Regions from separate parts of the Mus musculus genome. Here all the other regions are linked to region 4. Evidence: chromatin contacts called from public HiChIP or PLAC-seq and promoter capture Hi-C data. All regions are on one chromosome and are shown on one strand. The core of a region is the stretch at or near the end of the contact, and the rest is flanking DNA. Distances in the headings are between cores, read along the strand shown.

Evidence for each region. Promoter capture Hi-C pulls out the DNA fragments that hold promoters and counts their contacts. HiChIP or PLAC-seq counts read pairs in DNA pulled down with a chosen protein or histone mark.
Region 1: a promoter capture Hi-C map of the C10 cell line shows a contact between it and region 4, with 4 times the contacts expected there. The contact joins the enhancer-like site here to the promoter of Atp6v0a4 in region 4. A contact is called at or near these places in 7 of 39 promoter capture datasets (the C10 cell line, the HPC-7 cell line, cranial neural crest and 4 more) and 2 of 115 datasets of contacts at active chromatin or transcription factors (extraembryonic endoderm stem cells and pancreatic cancer cells).
Region 2: an HNF4G HiChIP or PLAC-seq map of pancreatic cancer cells shows a contact between it and region 4. The contact joins the enhancer-like site here to the promoter of Atp6v0a4 in region 4. A contact is called at or near these places in 10 of 39 promoter capture datasets (the 3T3-L1 cell line, 3T3-L1-derived adipocytes, the C10 cell line and 5 more), 1 of 115 datasets of contacts at active chromatin or transcription factors (pancreatic cancer cells) and 1 of 9 other capture datasets (embryonic stem cells).
Region 3: a promoter capture Hi-C map of liver shows a contact between it and region 4, with 4 times the contacts expected there. The contact joins the enhancer-like site here to the promoter of Atp6v0a4 in region 4. A contact is called at or near these places in 14 of 39 promoter capture datasets (the 3T3-L1 cell line, 3T3-L1-derived adipocytes, the C10 cell line and 8 more), 1 of 15 datasets of contacts at CTCF or cohesin (pro-B cells), 3 of 484 Hi-C or Micro-C datasets (B cells, liver and neural progenitor cells) and 5 of 115 datasets of contacts at active chromatin or transcription factors (differentiating embryonic stem cells, embryonic stem cells, large pre-B cells and 1 more).
Region 5: a FOXA1 HiChIP or PLAC-seq map of pancreatic cancer cells shows a contact between it and region 4. The contact joins the enhancer-like site here to the promoter of Atp6v0a4 in region 4. A contact is called at or near these places in 14 of 39 promoter capture datasets (3T3-L1-derived adipocytes, the C10 cell line, cranial neural crest and 6 more), 1 of 15 datasets of contacts at CTCF or cohesin (pro-B cells), 1 of 115 datasets of contacts at active chromatin or transcription factors (pancreatic cancer cells) and 1 of 9 other capture datasets (adipose tissue).

Annotation. Positions count from the first base shown.
Region 1 is chr6:37,422,881-37,425,873 of GRCm38.p6, reverse strand. The region is part of intron 1 of Creb3l2 (cAMP responsive element binding protein 3-like 2); the gene reads left to right. Among named protein-coding and RNA genes, the nearest start is that of Gm33275, 6.3 kb to the right of the region's middle. Within about 2 kb of position 1,328, at least 53 of the 459 cell types and tissues checked have an H3K27ac peak or open chromatin away from gene starts, as enhancers often do.
Region 2 is chr6:37,387,394-37,390,640 of GRCm38.p6, reverse strand. The region is part of intron 1 of Creb3l2 (cAMP responsive element binding protein 3-like 2); the gene reads left to right. Among named protein-coding and RNA genes, the nearest start is that of Gm33275, 29 kb to the left of the region's middle. Within about 2 kb of position 1,485, at least 27 of the 459 cell types and tissues checked have an H3K27ac peak or open chromatin away from gene starts, as enhancers often do. A contact at or near this core is called in pancreatic cancer cells, where this site is marked.
Region 3 is chr6:37,590,851-37,593,842 of GRCm38.p6, reverse strand. No RefSeq gene overlaps it. Among named protein-coding and RNA genes, the nearest start is that of Gm33429, 61 kb to the right of the region's middle. Within about 2 kb of position 1,277, at least 120 of the 459 cell types and tissues checked have an H3K27ac peak or open chromatin away from gene starts, as enhancers often do. A contact at or near this core is called in 3T3-L1-derived adipocytes, B cells, embryonic stem cells and 5 more, where this site is marked.
Region 4 is chr6:38,123,215-38,126,369 of GRCm38.p6, reverse strand. It overlaps Atp6v0a4 (ATPase, H+ transporting, lysosomal V0 subunit A4), which reads left to right and starts at 1,784. Exons shown (of 21, transcript NM_080467.3): 1 at 1,784-2,042. D630045J12Rik (RIKEN cDNA D630045J12 gene) reads left to right here. Exons shown (of 20, transcript NM_194061.3): 20 at 1-3,155.
Region 5 is chr6:37,492,814-37,495,945 of GRCm38.p6, reverse strand. No RefSeq gene overlaps it. Among named protein-coding and RNA genes, the nearest start is that of Akr1d1, 36 kb to the left of the region's middle. Within about 2 kb of position 1,520, at least 9 of the 459 cell types and tissues checked have an H3K27ac peak or open chromatin away from gene starts, as enhancers often do. A contact at or near this core is called in pancreatic cancer cells, where this site is marked.

The DNA.
Region 1 (2,993 bases), core at 79-2,578, 700 kb after region 4:
GCCTCCTGAGACCTGGGCTGTAAGATGGTATCTCTCTTTCCTTTCATCTGGACCCGTTAACCCCATCATACAACAGAAAGTCACGGAGACGCCTCCCTATGGATGGGCCCTTTCCTACAGTGTCTCCTGACACATTCAGTGAAGCTTCAGGAAGAAGCTTCTAGAAGCCTGTGTCTAAATTTCCATCTCCCTCGGAAGTTACGCTTTTTATTTTCACGAAAATGTCACTGTGGTTCTTGGCGTTGACCGTGAGAGAGTGAGCCCTTGGCTACACAGCTGACATGTTTTAAGCAGGTACCCAAGCAGCCTCCAACAGGAGGCTTTCTGATGTCTTTGGTCTTTCATGAAATGGTCTTTGCCAACTGATAGAGAAATCCCCTGATTGAGAGACTTTTCTCTTTTACTGCTCACTTAAGAAACTCACCCCAGCCAATTTGCTTTTAGAAAAATAAAACAAACAAACAAACCAAAAAACCCCCACACCCGTCACAATTTAAAAACTATAAAAATCACAAGCACATTGGTGACCATCTTGAAAGCCCAGCAATTTAAACAGGTTAAGAACCTACTTATGCCATGAACCAAGAGTGCTCCTTCTAAGTCCTCCAGGGCTCTTGTAGTTACTGGCCAGTGTTCACGGGCCTGGAATTTTCCTATGCATTTATTCTTCCATCTTTATCACAGAGACCTTTGTTTTTATGACTGCAAAGTCAGCTGCGTCCTTTGCAACCTATGCTTACACTGATGGAAGGAAGTGGAAAGGTGAATCAGGAAAGCCTGGATTGAGAAGCCAAGGATTCCTCTACCTTCATCAGAAGCCCACTTGCCTTTCTTTGACCACCTCTCCCAAAAGAGTGGCCAGAAAGAAGGCTTTCATTATAGCTGAGCGTCTTTCTACCCAGGATGAAACCTGGATGAGAAAGGTGGATACCCCATGGCCAAGCAGCAGTGTCTGTTGTGACATCAGAGTCCCATTTGACCAGGCTTACGCAGTCATTGGTCTAGAGACGAGCTGGGAGCTGATCACAGTCCCTTCACCCAACAGATGGAGGGACTGCTTCCTTCAGAGGACGGGGACGAAATCCTCAGTGGTCCTTTGGATACTTCTGGGTGGGTGCTTGTTCTGACCTGTTAACTGTGGCTGGAACATGGGTGGAACTGGAGATGTGGGGAACAGGGAAACAGGCGGTGTTGTGTGTAGGAATCAAAAGGCGTGATTATGCTTTCTCAGGAAAAGCGGCTGGCCAACAATAATTAAGGGGCTGCCTCTGAGTGCAGGGCCTGGAATCCGGCCCTCTGGAATGATCGCAAAAACCGTTCCTTGTAAGGCTCAGCCCTGCCCCTGAGGAGTGCAGGCTAAGAGGGCTCACAGCTACAGTTGCAACGAAGAGGCACCCAAGAGGTGAATGGGAGAAGAAAGAAAGGCCATGGAGTCAGAGTAACCAGGGCCAGATGTTGGCTGCAGGGGAGTGGACTTGGAACAGGCATTTGTAAAGCTCTCCTATGTGGTGGATGGGAATCCTGCTTTGACAGTAAGCAGTTTTGTTGGTTGGAAATAGTGCTGTAACCGGCCAGAAACCTGGTGTGTTTTCCCTGCAAGAGCAGCCTAAGCCACTGATGCACAGGGGTGTTAGAGTACTCGGGTGACTATAAGCCAGTGGCTCTCAAAGTACTCTGAGACTATAAGCCAGTGGCTTTCAAAGTACTCCGAGACTTGAATTGGACTGGAAACCTCTGGAATGCTCTCTAGGATATTAGATATAGACTGTGTATTGGCACCTCTCATGAATGTTAAAAAAAAAAAGCAGCCATGTTACATCGTGTTGCTAATTAAAGGCCTCTTAACACGTTCTTGGGATTCTAACAGGTTGAAAGTGACCTTTCTGACCATCAGTGGTGGGCTCTGGCCCTGTACTCACTCACAGGTCCCTGAGTAAAGACACCATTTCCCCTCTGGTCCGGTACACTGACCTTGGCTGGCGGGCTGTTGCAGGCTCTCTGATTTGGAGCGTCAGTGGACGTTTCTGAGTTGATTGCGGTTCAGACGGGAGTATTTTCCAGCCCCTTGCTTCTTTTAACTTCTTTCCTTGTTCTTGGTATTGCTAATTCTTTTCTACACCCATTTTGAATTTTATTTGACCTCGAATTGTTAAGTTCCCTTTAAGTCACTTAAAAGCCCTTCAAAACCTGGCAAACAAGAGTGTACTTGAAGAGTGTAGATGCAGAGACTGGGCCTGGCTGAGGGCTGAGGCACTCCTGACCCCAGGACACTCACTCCATAGTCCTTGAGGCATGCAAGAGGAATTTGCCACCATCCCTGCCCACCTCTTCCACATGGCCACTGCTCTTTCCTTTCTCTCTTGGTCCCTCTGTGCCTTTGCACTCCTCCTCCTTGTTCTTGGGCCTGCCTTCCACCTTCTTCCCTTGTTTCTGCTTCTAGCAGCCTTGAACTAGGGGTTTTTCTACTCTCAGAGTGACCTCTTTCACAACAAGGACTTGGCAGCCACAGTGTTTTGGAGGGTATCGTCTACAAGGCATGTATTCCTACCTGTGTGGGGTGGATTTCTCTCTGGTGTATGGAAAGTGCATGATTTTAGTCCCAGACGTATGGGATAGCTAGGGCCAGAGGAGGAATCCCATTGTGCAAATCCACGGACTAGTGAATAAACATTGGGTCAACAGGGACAGGAGCTAGGTAGGCGTTCTTGGAGTTAGAGATGGATGAGCAAGCAGCCTGATTTCTGGTCACGAGGATAATTTCTTCCCATTTTGCCTTTCCTGTCCCTCGCTCTGTTTATCTGAAATACTGGTTCTGTAGCCCTACCCGTTCTCCAACCCATGTTTAGAAATCTCTGCTCTGTATTTTCAGAGCTGGACTAGCAAGTTGGAGGCATGTGAAACTCAGCTGCTATTTACAGGTGTCTATAAGCTTGGCGCAAGCCTCGGGCACCAGCTATCTTCCCCTTTCTTCAGCTGTACTTACGTAGGCCTAG
Region 2 (3,247 bases), core at 236-2,735, 740 kb after region 4:
TGGTGTGACCACTATGCTTTCTACCAAGCTGTTGTAGTTGAGTCCTTTTGTGCTGGGCTATGTCATGGGTTCCCAGTAACCCAGTGGGTGGGGATATATATCTCAGGCTTCTTAGTGGTTACTTCAGGTCATCTGAGGGTTTTTTTGGTCCTCAGATTCACCCAAGCAGGAATTTGGCAATGCTGCTTAGCTCTGGTCAGTTCCCTCATAAAAGTTTGGAGAGATGGTTCAGCAGTTAGAAGCACTGGCTACTCTTCCAGGGGACCCAGATTTGATTTCCACATCTACAGGGAAACTCACAACCATCTGTAACTTCAGGCCAGGGAAATCCAAGGCCCTCTTCTGGCCTCTAGGAACCACTGCATATATGTGATGCATAGACATACGTGAAAGGCAAAACACTCACACAGCTGTACATATATATGGTAAAAAATACAGGGAAACATTATTTTAAAGCACAGGTGGGAGGGTTGCATAACATTATAATTCCTGGCTTGAAGAGCACCAAGGAATACAATGGACGTGATTAAATTTGATTGATGGAGAAGCAATCATAGGGAAGGAGAGAGATGGCTAGAGAGCCGAGATGTGGGCCTTTTGCAGAAAGGGGAAAAGCAAATATATCCATTATAAACTGATAGACTGACAGCCAGGGATGTGGCAAGTTGGTACAGCACTTGCCTCAAATGCACAAAGCCGTGGGTTGATACATAGCATGCACAAGTGGGGTCTGACCACTGCATAAACTCTGTACCTGTGTGTATGTGTGTGTGTGGGGGGGTACCTATGCATGCATATCTATAATCCCAGCACTTGGGAGGCAGAGTCAAAAAGAGCAGGAGTTCAAAATGGCATGCCTACAACATGTGTGTGTTGAATTTGTTGTCTCTAGAAGTCTGAAAGGCAGATTTTATTTCTGATTTTTGGATGAGATAGAAAGTACCAGTGACTTAGCCAAGGTTGGATGCTAAGGATAGCAGAGCTGACTTAACATACAGCCATCTCTCAGGACCTAAGGGAGGACTAGGACCAGACGGCCTCTGAGATCAGCAAAATCTGTAGACACTCAAGTCTTTTGCACAATGCCTCAATATTTGCATAAATCTACACACATGTCTTATGTACTTTAAATTATCTCTAAGTAACTTACAGAATAATGCTATGTAAATAGATGTCCGTCATGTTGTTTAGGTAATAATGGCAAGAAAAGAAGCCTGTGAATGCTCGGGAGAGAAGTGGTTGCTTGGGTCATTTGCTTGTTTGGAATCATTTTCAGCTTCAGTTCTCAGTTATTCCCATTTGCAGATGGAGAACCCACAAGCATATCCGTGAGTCCAGTGAGGGAAAAACATGGCTTCACGAGGCTAAGGTCCCCTGATGTGTGGTAGCCTCCATCATTCCAGAGGGAGGGGTCGCATATGCATAGAGTCTAATGGACCAAGAGACTGCATGGATGAATGCCAGAGCTGTGGAATTCCTGGTGCTCTTATCTACGGTGACGGAGCTGCCTCTGGCAGTGAGCACTTAAACAAGACATGGTACCTAGTACGTCTGAGACATCCCCGCCCTCTGACATAGTTGGTTCATAAATAAAACAGAGTCTGTGGAATGTACAAACTCCACGACTCCTTTACCTTTTCATACCTGGCACCTTTGGCATTAGGTCTTGAGTTAAAGGTCAGATTGCATTGCAAAGCTGTAAAAATTCCAGAGTGGCAGGGGGCTTGGGGGTGGGTGGAATTGTTTTGCGAGCCTCTGCAGTCATTTGTCGAACCTCGTGTTTGGGCTAGCCTTGACTCTGACTCATGTACCACTTTCGGCCTCTATTTCTCTCGGGTTGGAATGATCAGACTGGCACACACGGTTTTCAGAGTTTCTGTGGTTATCACTGGTCTCTGACTTCCAGGCTGTGTTATCATACACAAGTGTTCAGGAATGGCAGATGTTAGTCACTTACAGTGGACTCAAGATAGTGAGAACAAGTAACTTAACTGTGTCTTCACTGAAGGATATCAGGAACACCCTGGAATGTTGGGGCAAAGCCCAAAGGTTGGCAATAGATGGGAGCTGGGGGTGGAGGTGTGTGGGTGTACTCTCTGTTAAAGAGTAGAAGGAACCTAAAAGCTGTAGTGTGTGTGTGTGTGTGTGTAGATATTTCTAGAAGAGATTGACCAAAACCCTCTCCTTATTTACTTATATCATGAAAATATAAAGGGGCTAAAAATTGCAAACTAAAGAATACAGGAAGGAATATCAACAAGGCACCAAACAACATCCAGGAAGAGACACTTGAGAGAATTTAGCTAGAAGATGATAAATCAGAAATTTAAATCCATTTAACTCCACCTATGGGTGAGTTGAGTTTAGACTAAGCTGTGTTGGAGACTGTATGCTAATTGTGGAAGAGTTAAGAATGTAGATTTTCTAGGCTCTGGTACCTAGGACAGACCAGGCATGGGACCCCTCTGTGTTGCCAACACTCCGATCTAATGGTGGAGGTGATTCATCTGAACTTTGCCATGAAAGGAGAGAAAGGAAGAAGAAGGGGCTGGCCATGAAGACGGCTGCTCTCCACACTCCACAAGTCTGTATGGCTCCCCTTAATAATTGGAGAGAAGAGAACTACAGATTCCATATTGCTTTAGCATCGAGTGGTTAGCTCCATCGTGATTTTGAATGGCTTTCAGTAATGAAGGTCAGATTCAACTCCTTGCTAAAGTAGAAGCAAGAAAAGGACACACAGGCTCAAAATAAACCAAAAGGCCTTCACTGTCTCTCAAGGCTCTGCTGCTCTAGGAGAATCCTAGGAGCTCTCTCTGTTACCATAAGGAGATGGTCCTGCTGATGGGGTCCAAGTTAAACTTCTAAAAGCATTTCTTTGCAAAAACTAGGAATCTGAGTTGCTAGCCCTCTGGTACTGATGTGGAGGTGGGGGGTGGTGTTGGAAGTGTCAGAAAGCAAGCCAGAGACCAGAAATCCTGCCTTGCTCCTTCCAATTGCTGTCTCCACCCTATGGCTTGCCCTAGCCTTGGGAAGATAGAGTAATGGGGTGGGAGCTCTCTGTCTTCAGAAAAGCTCCAAACATTGAACATGGAAGGTAAACATCACTGTATGTTCTTGTTACCCCAACAGGGGCAGCAAAGGCTTTTGGTCAGGCTCTGAGGCTAGTTCAGAAATTACTCAGACACACATTTGGGGGTCATTTGCAGCTGTAGATGTCAATGACGCAAGCAGAAAGCAAATGGAA
Region 3 (2,992 bases), core at 28-2,527, 530 kb after region 4:
AAAAAAAAATCCTCCTAGCCCATGATATATAAATCATAAATAGACCTGTATGGTATTATAACTTGGATCTTGCCTCTGTTCCATTTGTTGTGATTTATGTCTGCTCTTCTTTTCCTCTTTATTATCTCCTTAATTGTAATCATTTTTTTTTGTTGTTGTTGTTCAGTTGCTCTGCATTTTATTTTGTTATTTCTCTTAGGAAAGTCTACTTGGCTTTAATAAGGGGAGCATCACTTAACTGAGAACAAATGAGAACATATAGCTTGAGCAGTATCTGATTTGTGAAAGAAATCTGTTGATAGAAGAGGCTCCAAGGTTTTCAGTTTGTAGTTATCATTTTTCTTGACTTGCTGGTTACACTGGGTTAATATTGTATTTAATACTGGATCACACACACACACACACACACACACACACACACACACACACGAAGAGAGAGAGAGAGAGAGAGAGAGAGAGAGAGAGAGAGAATATGACTAAGACTATCTGGAATTTTTGTTTTCCGGGGATTGTAGCTTTGAAACTGGTGACGTGAAGCGATTGCAAAGAGAGCTATAGCTATTTAGGGATGATATTTGGGCCCTGAAAACTCTACTCTGTGCTTTTCCCATGCGCAGGGTAGAATAAATTCACGAAGCTCCTTCACTGTTTCTTCTATAGAAGTGGCCACCATTCAGGGTTTCCTCCGTCCCTTTATAGATGCAAATGATCTGCTCAAATCATCTATACAAAGTGAAAAGGCCTCCTCAAATCCAATCCTTGAAGGAAATCTCCTTGAGAGTTAAATCTCAAACAAAGGAAGAATAGACCAGGGCTTATTTATCTTCTACTTGCTTTGGGGATTCCTAGGCAGATCGTACAGAAGTGAAGAAAAAAAGCTTAGGGCTATACAGTCTTTCCTCTGCTTTTCGTTTCTTCCTCCTCTGTGAAATGCAGTAGACAGGCTCGCCCAGAGGCAAGAGAGCCCAGCGGTTTCTAAACCTGAACTAGAGGGCAAAGCCTAGTAGTACTGTGAAGACCTTTGTTCTCCATTACGAGAAGATTAGAATCCAGAGGAAACTGTGTGAATGTGTGAGCGTAGGCAAATGAATAGTAATTTTTCCTTATGGGAGGCTTAGCAAGCAGGATGTAGAAGGCTTTCCTTTCGGAGATTATGAGAAATCAGACTTGAGAAGGATCTTTTCCCATATTCTGCCTCCTTTTGAGAAGAGGGCGTTTGTTATTCACAGTGCCCGAGCTAAAACAAAGATAGACTTGGGCTCCCCTAGTGGCCTCCCCTGACCTTTGCTCTTGAGAAATCCTCCCTTCCCCCATCAAAGGCAGCTAGCCTGCCAAGCACCAGTATTCTACAAAACCTCTCTTACCTTGTAAAAATGTATGTGTGAAGGGATTCAAACTCTACCTGGTAAAACTTTTGTTTATGCACAAGACCTGCTAAATCCCTGGAACGGATGGATTGGACAGTAGCCCGTCCCTCTCTTCTTTCCTTTGCTTCCTTCCTGCAGCTTTCCAAATTAGCCAATCAGAACTAGTCTGCGAGGTTGACCGCCCAATCGAAGAGAAATAACCAACTGTCGCTGCCGCCTTTCTCTAGGGATGACCATCAGGCTCCCGTGCTGGCCCTGTTCGGGATGTGATGCACTCTCTTTGCAAAAGGAAATCGCCTTGGAGTTACTTCCTCACTATTCATGTGATCCTTCCTGCAACATTGAGATTATTCTTTTCCAACACTCAGTCTTTCAGACTTTTAAAGTCAGATGAGGAGCCTTCTGGTCAGCGATGATGGAAATAGTGGTGTTCCTCCAGTTAGAGTGGAGAAAGAGAAGAGAAAAACTCTAAGAAACTGCCACGAGCAAATGAAGGAATTTGTGTACTGGGGTTGTCGTTATACTCATGATAAAATACTTCAGTAGACACATTTATGTCCTTAGGTCAGAGGACAGTTCTGTGCACTCAGTTCTTTCTTCTCTTTAAGTAAATTGCTGGCCTAAAAATGTTATTAAAAGCAACAATGGAGCAAAAAAGACTGGAAACAAATAAACATTTTGGAGAATATCATTCCCCAAATTGAGAAACAACGGAGGTTTTGCTTGTGAATCACTGGATATATCTATCCACGATCTTGCTCAGTATCATAACAATTTGCACATGCTTATATAATTTGAGCATGTTTTCATGTTACTGAGCATGCTTTTTCTAGAACCGATAATGCGACTGATAATATCGCCTCAGAACGGCTGGCATCCTGGTCGAGGATTACCAAACTCAATTTCTTCTTCCCTTCCTCTCCTTCCTCCTTTTCTGCTTATGCAGAAGATTAAAGCAAGGTGAAGGGGCCTGGGGCTGGGACAGGGGTGGGACCTGGTGCTGGGGCTGGGACAGGGTGGATCAGGGCCGGAACTAGGGGTCGGGGGTAGGACTTATAAAATACTAACATGTGTGAAAAACACATGATTATTAAATCAGCTTTGTCAATGAATTATATACAAATATACCATGGTCCTCCTACTAGATTTTTTTTTAATGGAGTAATAGGAAATTGAGTTTTGCATCATATCATGTGTGACATTTCTCTCTTCCCACATGCTTATGTAATGCTAGCATTCCTCAAGGATCCCAGATAAGAACAGTTTCATCAGGAATCTCTTATTTACAGATTTCTTTGCAAAAGATTTTCTTTCTACTCTTTCCTTTTGTAAGCGTTTGACAACCTAGTTAGCAATCGTCATGAATTAAAACAGTTCAGATCAGAAAGCTCATGACTTGAAACAAGATGCTCTAGGGCTTACATCTGTAACCTGACATGTGGGAAAGAATGAACTTGCCCTCATAGATAAACACGTGACAAGTACTTTCATACTTCCGTGTTTCTGACAGTAATACATTCTCACTAAAACGGTGAAAGCTTCAGAAAGCAGAGAGACGAGAAATCTACTCATTTTCTTACAGCTGCTAATAGTGTAATTTTTTCCTTTTCAGCCTATTTTTCCAA
Region 4 (3,155 bases), core at 535-3,034:
TCGGTGTCAGAGGATACAACAAAAACAGCAATTTTGATGCCTTTGAAATGATGAAGGGATTCTACCTGTATTTTTACTCTTAGAACAGATACAACTTTAAAGGGTGTCACAACCAAAGGTGGAGTGGAGTGTGGCATGCAGGCTCTGTGGGGGCGCCAGTGCTCAGTTAGTTGTTGGTTATTTAAAGCACACTCAGTTTGCACTCATTTCCCCTAAACAACTGGCACAGCAGGTTGACCATCCTTAAACTGCTGTGAAACATGCCACGTCCTGCAGGCGTCCAGTCAATCATCCAGTGTGCTCCCCTAAAAAACGTCGTCCTCAACATGTATTAATTATTAAAGTGCTCCAAAATGAAAGTTAAGTTTAATGTCTGTCCTTTCCTTCTAATTTTAGAAGTTCTGTTGAGAAACACAAACTGCAAATTTAAGTCAGCATTTTTAGGACAGAGTGCTTGGAGAAGTGCTTTTTTGCAGTCTCCTTTGTTGCTGATTTCATGTGTCCGATTCCTTCTGTATGTCATTCTTGTTAACAAGACCATAACCTCCCCGACCTGACACCTCATATGATCTCTGCTTCTAAAAATCAGGTGTGATCCTACTTGAAAACAACCCTTGAGGAGGGCGCCTCGGTCACTGTGAGCATGTCAGAGGCTTTCTGTGTAGATGTCCTGCCATGGGTGATGTGTGATCTACCAGTGGCTGGGTTCACCCATCAGTAATCAGAGCAAGACAAATGAGAGCAAAGCCCCATGTGACTCCTCCTACTGCTGTGTTGTTTCAAACTTACCAGGTCCTCTGTCAGTTTCAGAGGTCACCTGTGAAGCATCTTTTTTTTTTTTTTTTCTTTTTTTGCTCCCAACTTCCTGACACTAGATGAGTCAGCAGACATGAGTCCTGACTTCCAAGAGATTTTAGAATCTAAGCTGGATAGTACAGACAGGTATAAAAGATGGATGCTATAGATAAGCAGGGTGGCTTAGATACCCATAAAATGCAAAAGGCACAGGTGTGTTGAATATTCAGAAGTCAAAGAAATTACATGTTTGGGATTGATGAGTCTTTAGGGCAGAAGCCAGCTGCAGAAGCCACTTTGATGTTACCCAAGCCACAGCGCTAGATAAGCCTCACAGTTGTCCAGGGGAAGGGTTTAGGAATTGGGTCTTTTGTCCAAGTGACTTCGGTCTTAAGAAGAAATAGTGTTGGGAGGGAACCTGTCTAGTAACAGAGCTAGCAAATGTCCAGGCTGGTGAAGATCCGCTGAGCAAGAGCCCTGGTGTGGGGAAAGGGAGGTCAGAGTACCAGGAACTGCTGATGTCTGCTCTAAAGTACTTGAGTGGTGCTAAGCTGGGCCTTGCAGAGCTTAGCTTATAGCAGACCTTGAGCCTCCTTGGTTACAGCAGGTTGTGGATAAGTTACATCGGGCTTCATCATCTATACCTCCATTTTTTCCTCCAGTTTTTAATTTACTTTCGGAGTTTGTGTTGATTTTGATGGCACGTGACTTTTAAGCAGTAGGATTTTGCCAAGCAGAATTTTTGAAGGCATGAGGCCAGTGACCCAAAGCACAGGTGCAAGTGTGCCTGGAAGGCTTCCAGCCAAAACCAGTAATTCCCTGCTTTCTTGTATACAGAGTGTTCACTGCTATTTCAGATCTTGGTGAGTGTTCCAGTAACCAAGCCAGTCCCCAGGACACTAGTCTACGTTGGCAGGACTTCACAAGTTAATCATTCCTTAGGCCTCCCTTGGCCCTTTCATCCTGGATTCTTAGGTGGGAATCAGACACTTAGAAAGATGTTGGGTCAAGGTTCTAGGAGCAGGACAGAGTGTTCCTGTCATAGTACACACTAAGTTTCCCACTAGCAGAGTCCTCGCCATGTCATTTCTACCTCCAAAGTCATCAGAGCCTGCTTGTCCACATCTGGTCCAGGTGGGAGTACAAGGAAGGCTGCTTCTACACCCATGAGCACAAATACGTCTGTGTGGGACAGTCCACTGAACGTCGTCATTTAGTCCAGCCCATTGCAGGCATTCCTGGAACAGGTGAGAGGGTTTCTACTTCCCATGAAGTATATAGGCTTACACTCATCACCTCGTAAACAAGAACGGGCACATTTCAGGTGGCTTATTTTGTGGGGGAGGGTGCTGGAAGGGGTTGGTGGTGATTGTGGGTGTCTAAACTGGAATTCTTTTGTCCATGTTAAAAAGACTTGAAAACTGAAACGTCACGGTACAGTGTTAATTCACGCCTGTGTGTGTAACAGGACACTCAGCAATTATCTTAAGAACACACAGCAGCATTGACGTGTAGAAAGAGAATAGTAAATGCCTTTGGGAACACGGTTGAGAGCCAGCCAGGACGCAAGGGGAGCAATGAATGTCTGTGTCTGATATGCTCCTCCCAGGTTGGTGTCCCACTGGACAGGTCACAATGCAGGCTGCCTGCTTTGCCTCCTCCTGTGTTTCCCTGCTCCAGGGCCACTTCCAGGGATTACATGGAGGATCACCGATGTCTTTTCTCATGCCCACCAGATATCAAGTACTCATGACTTGACTCCCAAATGCGCCGTTACAGGGCTAAGTTAAAGCCAGACTTTAAAGTTCTGTCACGGTGGTAAGGAAAGAAACAGGAGGTGCTAGAGGAACCAAGAGTTCTGGTCATTAACTCAGTCATGCCGAGCACCAGGGCGCTGGTTCTGAAACGGTTAAGAGAAAGGCTCTGGGCTTTGCTCCCATCTCTGCACAGCGCACTGTGGAGCAGAGAGGAGGGAGACAGGAGTAGGGTTATCAGGGAAGCTTGCTCTGCCAGGCTGCTCCAGGATGCCAGCTTGTCTCTGACTCGGTTGAGGTCCATGCTCTGACTTTCTGCACCCTCGTGCTAGGCGATTCGTGTTACTATACAAAACCGCAGAAGGAATTGGGCCACCTGTGGCATCAAGACTGCAACTTGACAATCACGGTTTGCTGATCTCAAACGGGCACTTAAAGCCTGGTATGGGTGTGTGATTTAGTGACTGAGCCTGCCCTTCTGTTTGTCAGTTACGTTTCTACCCTTCAATTAGCTGCACTGTTTTCTAATGTGCTGTAGAGTTTGGAAATAATTTATGCAAGTGTTTGGTTCCCATGTTTACAATTTTTACAGCTTTCCTAGGATTT
Region 5 (3,132 bases), core at 271-2,770, 630 kb after region 4:
TATATATGCTTGACCCAGGGAGTGGCACTATTAGGAGGTGTGGCCTTGTAGAGTAGGTGTGTCACTATAGGCATGGGCTTAAAACCTTTATCCTAACTGCCTGGAAGCCAGTCTCCTCATAGTAGCCTTTATATGAAGATATAGAACTGTCAGCTCTGCCTGCACCATGACTGCCTGGATGCTGCCATGCTTGTGCCTTGATGATAATGGACTGAACCTCTGAACCTGTAAGCCAGCCCCAATTAAATGTTGTCCTTATAAGAGTTGCTTTGATTATGGTGTCTGTTCACAGCAGTAAAACCCTAACTAAAACAGTTACTAAATTTATTGTTTCCTCAAGAAACCAAGAACAAACTTTTTCTACAAAATCTAAAATATTATGTAATTGTTGTTACCCTTCTTTAGCAAAGCATATTAAGCTTTTGCACAAAAAGCATACGGTTATTCCCATTTTTCTTTCCTCCTCCTCCTCCTCCTCCTCCTCCTCCTCCTCCTCCTCCTCCTCTTTTTTCATGGTATCCTTCACTTTGTCTCCCATAGCTGAGCCTCCCACTGGACACCATTCTACTGGAGCCTGCTGGTCAGTCACTGAGAAAACCACAACTTGGAAGTGAGAATGATTATTAAAAACACAGAAAGAAGATACAAGAGACAGATATGGGAGGGCTACTGGCCAACACTGTGCCAGCAATGAGTGTATTTTATCGGTGACTTTTAAAGGCAAGCAACACAAAGCATGACAAATTTCAGGAAGTTAAACAATGACCACAGATACTTATGTGGTGAGTTATCTATGTTTGACTAAGTTGACTTAAGGCCATTTCCTTCAATCTAGGACATTCTCTCAAGGACCCATGTGTCAGTGGAGGAACTTGGAAGGGTATAATGCACATCTTAATTCAAAACAAAGACAAATGTATATTAGTATAGAATGAGAGGAGAGGGTACTGTCATGGTGTTTCCTGTGATAGTGACATTAATGTTTGTCCCATATTGTGGCAGCTTTCTGTGTACACATGCAAAGATTGCTACTGCCAGGGACTGAAGTCCTCAGGGAAGATCAGACACCAGTGCCAGGGATGCTTTGCCTCCTTCCCTGGATAAGCTATGAGTGATGGTCAAATGTGAGTATGGCAATAGCACTGTTCCCTCCTTCCTGTCCTAGGCTGGGGGCTCAAGTCCTGGGCAGATACACCTGTGTGGCATCATTCCAAGTCCTCTCTCCCTGGTAAGGGGAGGAGTTTTCTGAATCTGTTTTCTTTAGTGGTCAGTACTATTGCTATGAGACTTCTGATAACTGCTGCTTTTAGTTCTTCTTAGGATGCGCTGTCCTCAGGCAGAACACGTCATGTCTCTCACTACATTTAGTCTTCCTATCTCATAAGGATCCCAATGAAGAAGTGCTGCACATGAGTGAGTTATTCAGGTCATGTTCTTCCCAGAAAACAGTCCAAACCTTAGCAGACACATGTGCTCACTGTGAATCACAGCCCTCTTGCTGGGCTCTGAGTTGTCCTCAGACTAAGAAACTATTGATATTAGGACAGGGGTTTACCCTGTGAGGTCACAGAGGCCTCATCTCAGTTAACTCTGAGAATAACAAGGGGAATCCAGTGCTCAGTCATCTATCAACTCTCTACAAAACTGTTCCAAGCATCCTTGGACACACTTAGATTTGAAGAAGTAGCTGGAAGTGTTTCTCAGAGAGCTTCCTGAGAATCACCCATATTTATCTCTTGGTAGGCCTCCATCTTTTCAAAAGTCACTTTGTCCTTGAGAGGAGGAAACAGTGGACATGGCGGCTTCCTCAACTCAAATGTCTGAACCGCATCCCCTGCCTCATTGTCTCAGATTCTCTGTTGTGAGCTTGGTGTATTGTTGCCCCTCAGTCTGCAGGGTGCCATCTTCTGCCCCCTGTATCTAAATGTAACCACACACTGTTTCTGCTTCACCTCTGTGCACCATTAATATTTTAGCTTGTGTTAATTTGCAGGCTATTAGCTGAGTGCTTGCCTACAATGTCAGTGACACTTGGTTTTGAATGGAACAGTGCACAATTACATAGATAAATAGTGAATAAACATGTACAGGGTTGCTGATCACAATACATCACATTGCAGGCAGAGCCCAGCTTGTGAGGTGCAGATATCCTGGGAACACCTGCTTTTACTTGTCCCAGCCTCAGTGAGCCTTTCACCTGAATAAGTGTGACAGTGAATGAGCAGGTTTTCCAGACATATTCAAAGCCTTCTGTCCTCATGTGCCCGTAGTGGGCTTATACACAGTGTTGGTCTGGGTTTGTTATTTCTGCTTTGACCTGAGACTCTTTGTGAAGTCCATGCTTTCCATGTGCTGGAGCTGCAAGCTCTCAACCACCAAGTTTCCATTCTTCCTCATGATGGGATGGCAGATCTAAAACATGGCTGACACCCATCGCTTGTGATTGCTGGGCACCCATACCTGTCGGCCACTGTGCACTCTCTGTAGTGACCCAGAATGCTGTAAAGTTCAGTGGTTATTTGTGAAAAACTTTAAACCTTTAGCTGAATTATCCGAGCTCTGTCCTTGGAGACAATTCCTGGCCTGAGGATGTTTTATGGGAGTCACACTGTATGTGTTTGCATTCGTACATGAATATATGAATAACATGACTTATGAACATGTGTATCCTGTGTCATTTGGAGACTGTGAGTAGTCAAAGTGTCTGATGGAAGGACCAGCTTTTATAGTTGGAGGTGTAGCCACTGTCATGTCCTGAGCCTGATCATGTTGTGTCCAGCATAGGCTCATTTTGGCTCTAGTTGGCTGTCCACTGTGAAACACAAAACATCACCCTCTTTTTGGGGTGAAAAGACAAATTCTGGCCACCCCTGATTAATGAGAGCCTAAAGTGGAATTAATTCTTCAAGCCACTTGCACTAGCATCAAAGGGTTCAGTGATGTGTTAATTCTATGGGGGAAACTCATACATGTGGTTGAAGTTCAATGATGCCCCATGAGTTTACTTCACAATAACAGGAACATTTATATAGCCTTTCAACCTGCCTGATCTCTCCTAGGGCCCATAGCTTCAAGTCTCTGACAGTAGAAGTAGTGTGAGCCAAGCTGCCTATTGGTTCCTGGTGGGGATTC